Linked DNA regions of Sus scrofa: region 2 is linked to region 1. The links are chromatin contacts, called in public Hi-C maps. All regions are on one chromosome and are shown on one strand. The core of a region is the stretch at or near the end of the contact, and the rest is flanking DNA. Distances in the headings are between cores, read along the strand shown.

Evidence for each region. A called contact is a pair of places that touch in the nucleus more often than the background predicts.
Region 2: a contact with region 1 is called in a Hi-C map of liver, with 3 times the contacts expected there. The contact joins two enhancer-like sites. A contact is called at or near these places in 1 of 5 promoter capture datasets (fetal skeletal muscle), 1 of 47 Hi-C or Micro-C datasets (liver) and 2 of 2 datasets of contacts at active chromatin or transcription factors (alveolar macrophages and skeletal muscle).

The regions. Positions count from the first base shown.
Region 1 is chr7:112,145,770-112,149,679 of Sscrofa11.1, forward strand. No RefSeq gene overlaps it. Among named protein-coding and RNA genes, the nearest start is that of CALM1, 13 kb to the right of the region's middle. Within about 2 kb of position 1,587, at least 83 of the 83 cell types and tissues checked have an H3K27ac peak or open chromatin away from gene starts, as enhancers often do. A contact at or near this core is called in liver, where this site is marked.
Region 2 is chr7:112,335,038-112,338,990 of Sscrofa11.1, forward strand. All of the region lies in intron 16 of TTC7B (tetratricopeptide repeat protein 7B), which reads right to left. Among named protein-coding and RNA genes, the nearest start is that of CALM1, 180 kb to the left of the region's middle. Within about 2 kb of position 2,419, at least 11 of the 83 cell types and tissues checked have an H3K27ac peak or open chromatin away from gene starts, as enhancers often do. A contact at or near this core is called in liver, where this site is marked.

The sequences.
Region 1 (3,910 bases), core at 337-2,836:
TACAAAGCTGTGGCTGCACCTGCCATATTCGTCAATAGAAGAGTCAGTACAGACCCACGTGTGCCTGTAAAGATCAATCCAGGAATCTTGGACGGGGAAGGGAACTGCGAAAGCCAGGATACACGAACCCGGGTCGTCAATTACTAAGGCTTCACACAAGGGAGAGGCCTGGCTGCGCTGGGTTTATTGGCCCTATAATTCACTACCTCTCCCTGTGGCCATAGCAACACCCACACCAAGGCAGCTCCAGAATTCACCTTTGGATAGCCACGCTCCACCGAATTTGCACCTACGCAGCTCAAATAAAACCATCAGACATCATCTCCCGAAAACAAGACAACCATGGCTTATTTCCACTCCCCCAGCTCTAATTCACCCAGGAAACACATATATTTTTTTTTTCTTTCACTCATATATACGGAAGGTAACCCTGAACAACCATCACTTTTGGAACAGTAAAACATAATATGAGGACCCCCCCCTTCTCAGAGGGGGGTGAACATCGGAGATGAAAGCGGGATCCACACCCAAACACACGACGAGTCGCCTAAAATGGCAACTAAACTGACAGGATCAAAATAATTTCAGCCAACGTCTGCTATCATGTCTGTCTAGCAAGCTCCGCTTGGCCCCTGCAGGCCACTGTCTCCGGAGCCGAGAAAGTTCCCTAGGCGGTTGTGGGATTTACAGCTCTGAAAAACAAAAACCGCATTCCCTGCAGGCGGGACCGCGCACAGCGCGAGCAACAACCATGACGTATTCGGAGGAGCTTTCCAGAACTGCCTTCCAGCCCGAGCAAAAGCCCAGGAAGCCAACCTCCCCTTTGCTTCTAGAAATGGAGAGGAGTCAAATCACCCTCCCTGCGCCCGCCGACAGAACGCAGACCCAGCGGTTTTCGGGAAGCGCCGCCTAAACCTCCTGTCAGACCCCCTCCTTCCTGGGTGGCCACTCTGCCCTGAGCCGCGAGCCCTCGAATCCTACCCCACCACCTCCCTGGGACCTGAGCAAAAACGAAACAACCCACCACCATAGAAAAAGGGAACAGAAACCCCCAGCAAAACTTCTGTCGCAGAGCCTATTTCCACTGTCCCCAAAAGCTCCACGAAAAACCCCCTGCGTCCCAGCCGTCCGCGGTGCCTCTAGTAAAGATGGCGGCCATAGGCGGAGCCGCTCCCTCCCGAAAGCAGCCTGCTGACCCTCCTCCAGCCACGGCCATTCACGCGGGGTCCTCCACGCCCACCGCGGCTTGACGCATTGCAGGTGCGGAGCGGCCAATCAGGCGTCTCGACTCTTTCCGGCCAACGACTGCAGGGTCGCGCTGGCCAATCAGAGCGCCCTTGTCAAACTGAAGGAGGAAAGCAGCCTCGGCAGCGCCAACTAAGCAACCGGCTCCAGAGCTGCGCGTTTGGGGCGTGTGAAAGAGGACTGCCTGTGTTCCTCCGCCGGGAGATGTAGTGCCCTCGCCCGCGCCGCGCCCCGCCCCGCCCTGCCCGCCCGCGCGTACTTGAAAGGCTTAGGCGAGAGGCGCTCAGGTTCTCTTCCCGCTGGAGCGTCGCGAGACACGGAGTTTTCCTAGAAACAAGCCTAAATCCCTTTGCCAGGCTCGTGGCCCTCCGAGGGGCGATCGGAAACCACCCTCGCCCTCCCCCCTAGCTCATTGAGGCCGCGTTCGCGTTTACGCGGCACCTTGTGTGATAATAGCAGCCACCGGAGCGATAAGAAGAAAACCTCGCCTTATCTCGAAACCCCAACTCGATCTGCCTCCGAGGCGACCCTTCCTGTTTACTACGAGCCGAGGCCCGGCCGCCCGAAAGCACCGTCGTGGGCACTTTTGTTTCAGAAGGGCCGGTTTCCATTTCCCTCCTGTGATTTCCTTATCTCGTCCCCGCGGGCTCGGGTTTTCCGCTGTGTCTGCATAGAAGGGGCCGAGGGGATGGACCAGGAGCCGGCCTGGGGGGCATGGGACGGACGAGGGTAGATTAACAGACTGTAGCCTGAGAACCGACGGTTAGCTCCTCAGTAAACCGAGGGGGCATTCTTCGGTGCCGAGGATAGGCTCTCCTAGATAGAGGAGAAGGCTTAATAAAATCACCTGTCAAACGAGCCAGATCTGGTACCACAGTCTGCATACCTCTGATCCCTCATTACACAGTGAACAGTCTGAGACCCGGGAAGATCAGTTGACACCCCTGCAGTCACATAGCAGTTGAGGAGCAGAGCACAGAATAGAATCTAGGTTGTCTGTGTCTCAAGCCAGTGTTTTTATGCTCTAGTAACACCCCATCTTCTGGAGCTGATGCTGTGAGATGGCTCAAGCATTTGGGGAACTTTGCTGTATAACTGAAGGAAGGTCTAGGAACTAAAGCAACTAAGTTTTCCCTGAACGTAATTTTCAGTGTCCTGCAGAAAAAGGAGCAGAGATGAAATGTTAGTTGGTTAATTCTCACTGCTACAAGAATCTAGCTAAGAAAATGAAACCCTGTGGATTTCTAGAACTGCCATTTTATTTAAATGTGATTTTATCCTCTCTCTGTGATTTTGGCACCATGGGGCTTGGATGATCTAATGATTTTTGTGATTAAACTAGTGTCTATTCACATCCTGATTCTCAGATTATGCTATTAATGGTTTTTCCTGAGGTTTTACAACCTGTGTAGTGATGTCTGCACTGGACCTGTATAAAGGTTGTTCTTTGATCTAAGGCTATAGTTGCCAGTTGCTGTTTATTACTGCTTCTTAAACTTTTACTCAAAGCATAGCTCAAAAAGGAGAAAAGCTGTGGTCTTCTTTCTGTAGGTGGCTGGTAATCATCCCCAAAGCTGTTTGCCAAGTGAGTGAATATCTGAACTTGCAAATGAGCAACTCACCATAAAAATACCTCCCCAAAGAAATAATACATCATATTTCTTTTGCAGTGGGTATGGTATAGGAAATATGTACCATGACTTCTTGGTATCAAGTCAGATTATAATGTGAGATAAGAGCTTTTACTGTGCCACTACTGACATTGGGAATTCTTGGCTAAGTTCCTCTGTTCTCTAGACCTCAATTTTCTATTCTGTGGAATGAGAGGATTGGATTAGAGGACTTCCAGATCTGTTCCAGCGCTAATACCTGATTCTTCTATGAAGAAGTTAGACCATAATTTCACTGTGACATTATATTTAGGCTGGTGTGCTTTAAGCCTTTTAAGACACTTTTATTTTCATGCTCAATCTTCAGAATATTTCTGGAGGGAGAGACCCCATTTACCAAGAAGTTAGGTTTACTGTAGATTCATCTATTTTTATAATGATTTTCATTTTTTCCATTATAGCTGATTTACATTGTTCTTGTAGATTTATCTAAATGTGAATCAGTGTGCCACAAAATATTCTTAGTACCTATCAAAGCTGCTACTTTTTGGTGGTCAGCAAATTAGCTCACTAAGGACAGGGCCTATTGAATTTATATTCTTAATTTTTTTTATTTTTTATTTTTTTGTCTTTTCTAGGGCTACACCCACAGCATATGGAGGTTCCAGGCTAGGGGTCTAATCGGAGCTATAGCCACCGGCCTACGCCACAGCCACAGCAACATGGGATCTGAGCCGCGTCTGTGACCTACACCACAACTCATGGCAACGCTGGATCCCTAACCCACTGAGCGAGGCCAGGGATCAAACCCGCAACCTCATGGCTCCTAGTTGGATTCGTTAACCACTGAGCCACGAAGGGGAACTCCATGAATTTCATTTTATGTTCCGTGAGGTCAGTAAAACTGTTGAAGGAATGAATGAACAATAATAAAGGACAGAAGTAGAAAAAAGAACCAGAATGTGAAAGGGTCTTGTGAGTTCCAAGAAAATCAACCAACCAATAGTTATTGAGGGTCCACAATGTAGAAGGTATGGTTTCTTTTTTCAACACCA
Region 2 (3,953 bases), core at 1,169-3,668, 190 kb after region 1:
ATGGAAGTTCCCAGGCTAGGGGTCAAACCAGAGTTGTAGCCTCCAGTCTATGCCACAGCCACAGCAACATGGGATCCAAGCTGTGTCTGCGACCTACACCACAGCTCAAGGCAATGCTGGATCCTTAACCCACTGAGCAAGGCCAGGGATCGAACCCGCATCCTCATGGTAGGGTTCGTTAACCACTGAGTCACGAAGGGAACTTCCTAAATCTGAATTTATAAACCTCACCCACTGAGACCTAGTTCCCTTCCACCAGCTGAGACCTAGTTCCCTTCCACTACTGAGAATTTTGCTGGATGCTTGAAGTAATTTTTAGTTCTTCATTTATCTGGTGCAGAATTTGCCTCTGCTATGATCCACAGAATATGGAAGAAGGGGCAGAGGGAGGCCTGGCCAACCCTGGAGTCTCCTTAACGCTCTCATTCTGGCCAGTCCCTCTCCCGCAAGCCCTCTTCTCTCTCTATGGGACACGTCTGCTTGGGCACCTCTGGGGACCACCTCCCCCTCCAGGCCCGTCACCTCACCTTTTCTCTGCCTGGCCCTTTGGTGCCAGGACCACCTGCCAAGGAGGATGGAGGGAAGGAAAAGAAAACCAGTCTTGGTCAGTGGTGTTAGAAGCGGGTTTAGGGAAAGGAAATTAGAAGGAACCTCAAGTCCACAGCACATTATGAGCTGCAGGATCCACACATGTAGACGTGCAATTCCAGGTATTTGCAATTCCCCTCAATTAGGACGGAAAACTCAGAGTCAATTGTACCGATGGTCAGAGTTTACCGGAACTTGGAAGCTTCTCTGGGAAATCCTCTAAAATAGCTACAGAGATGGAACACAAGAGCCAAGCTGGTGGTGAACTGGGTCTGAACCCTGGAGTTCTTGCCACAGTTTTGTCCCTTCCCAGCTCTGCGATAGATAGTTCCTGGTACACAAGAAATACTGAATGTAATAGAGGGGCCTTGGATCGGAAACCAGAGCATCTTTCAGGCATCTTAGGGCTGGACTGCAAGAGTCAAGGCAAGTTCCCAACATTCCTAAACTCAGTTTTCTCATCCGTAAAATGGGTCTAATATAACATGACATTTACCCATTTTATGGGGCTGCTTTGAAGATGAATGAGAGTATACCTTGTAAAGAGGAAAGCACCACCCAAATACTGGTGACTATTAGCACGAAAAGGGGGTTCCAATTTCCAGCTGAGGTTAGAGCAAAGAAAGAGTCTTTTTAAAAAACTTTCCACGCTTTTCGTTAAGGTGATCAAAATGGACTGAGGAAGAAAACTTTTCTTCCAATCATATGGCTACAGGATGCAGATGGTGCAAGTGGCAGTGACAAGAAGGGAGAGAACGGGTCAATAACAAAAAAATTAAAATAAAGAAAAAGACATGGGTTGTCAACTCAGAGGCAGCCTGGGTGGTAGAGAGGGCTCGATGGTAGCCAGACCTGGGTCTGAACCACAGCTCTACTAGTCGTTTAACTGAGAACACCTAGAGCAAGTTCTTTCACCTCGTGGAGCTTCGGTTTTATGTTCCAGGAAGGGGAAAGAACTGGAGCTATCTTGGAAGGCTGAGGCTGGGGTTTGAAGGGGCACTGTCCGTTGCTGAGATGCTTCCGTGCAGGGAGGCTGCTGGCCTTCCCGCGAGGCTTTGGCCGGAAGTCACGCTGTCTTGAGCAGCCAAGTCAACGTATACAAGGATGGAGGGAAGCTGTACGCTTCCCCAAGAGGGGAGACTAAGCAAGAGGCGGACTTCCACCCTCAATGCAGGCCAAACTGCAGACCTGGGGAAATCTCTCCAGGCTTCTGCCGTGACCAACACCTGCCAAATGCACTCTCAGGAGGGTGCCACCCACCCTTTGCTCAGAGCAGGAGATGCTTTCTTGGCTCAGCCTGCAGGCGGACCGCTTTCTGGGCTGAGGCTCAGTTTGGCCACTGGCTCAGAGGGTGGTTCTCCTTCCAGCAAAAGTAAAGGCGAGGGACAGGATCAGAGAACATGAAGCGAGGCCGAGTCTCAGTCTGGACCCATTCCTGCCCATGCCTTCTGTGTCCCCCTCCCGAGGCCGGTGCCAGCCCCCGAGGGGGCCATTGGGGGTGGGGAGCAGTGGGAAGCCCTGGCAGGGTGAGCAGAGGCCCCCTCCCCCAACTGAGCCCACTTGGAAACCAGGGCGCCTGAGCCCGGAAGTTGGTGCAGACCTGCTCCAGCTGGAAACCAACCACCTCCTGCCGAGATGCTTTCTGCTCGGGTTTTATGTTTTTTCAATGGGGATGCTTCTCACCCACTTGTTCCTGTGATCCTGTCCTTTTCTCAAACCCTGTGTGACCCAAGTCGAGTTTTGGGGGCCCAGAGCCACTCTCTCCGGGGAACTGAGGAGTGCACTGTCCCTGTGGGGACACAGCCCGCCCCCTCTCCGCCGTCTTCCACTGCCAGGGTCACGTCCTCCCGGCCACACTGGGGAGGATGTCTAAATTTGCACAATGGTGAGGGCTACAGGAGAAACATTTATTTTTATCCCGGAGAAAATCAAGTTAAAAAAACAAACAGGAAGCTCTTTAATAAGGGGCTGCTGGACGGCCACCCCCTCACTCAAGGCTCCTGGAGGAGCTGCAGGGAGCAGCTCTGGGGGTGGCTGGGCCCCCCTCCCCCACCGCATCCAGACTCCACGCCTGGAGCCAGGGTTCCTCCCTGCTCTGGCCCTGAAGGATCCTTCAGGAAACGGAGGAAGTATGGACACAGCCCAGGCATTTGGTTAAGTATTTTTAAAAAGCTTTCCAATTCTGCTATTTTTTTTTTTTTTTTCTCCTCACATTCAATATTCTTGGTTGCTAAGTGGGAGGAAATGTGGGGAGGTGGGAGAGGTGTGGAGAGCCGAGGGAAACTTGGCAACGTGCAAGCTGATGGATCTATTTTCTCGTTTCTAGAGGGGGTACAGGCAAAGGAACGTGCTCCTGGAGGAAGCCAGCAGCTCGGAGAGCAAAGACCTGGAGCTGGGCTTGTGGCAGTGACTCTTCTCCAACTCCTGCTGCTTCTGGTTGGCAGGAGTGGGGGATTTGGGGGACATAAATAGGGCTTTTTTTTCGGACCCTACCTGCTGCATATGAAAGTTCCCAGGCTAGGGGTCGAATGCCACAGCCACAGCAATGTGGGATCCGAACCGTGTCTGTGACCTTCATCACAGCTTACGGCAACGCCGGATCCTTAACCCACTGAGAGAGGCCAGGGATCGAACCCGCATCCTCATGGATACTAGTCGGGTTCTTAACCTGCTGAGCCACCACGGGAACTCCAATATGGATGTCTTCTGTTTCTGCCTACAGACTTAGAAAAGCAGAATTTTTTAGGAAAGTAAAATGGTCTTTATCTCCAGGACATGCCCACAAAAGGGAAGAGGCCCATCTCATGATTATCTTTTTACCAAGGGGAGGATGGGCGAGGCGGGCCTGGTGTGTGCCACAGGCTCAGGTTGGGAAGGGGACTCTTGCCTGAGTCTTGTGACTCAGGCTCTGCAAGAGCAGACCCTGGCTGGGCTCCCCCTCTTCTAGCTGCACGGCCCCCCGGGGCCCGTGTCCTGGCTCCGGCTAACGGCAGCTCGCAAGGACCCATGTCGTTAACAGGGTCCCGGTTTTGAACACGTTTTTAACCGCAGAATCTTTTGTAAAACAAGATCTCATGTGGAACCCCACCTGCCCCCTGCTGCTTTCTTAACCCTGGCCACTTTCCTCGCCTGCCGGCAGACCCGCCCCCAGCCCACCTGCCTGCCTCCTGGTGGGCTGGACTGGGCGGGCCACACCTTGTGCGCATCTATGATTTGAGTTGTGCATTTTTATGCCTCTGACTCTGAGAGGCAGAATGGGGGCTGTGAGCTTGAAAATTATTCTGTGTGTACGAGCAGTTGTTTGAATTCACCTGAATCATTAGGTCCCTTTTCATTAAATCACTGCCTGGGTCAGGGCACACTCA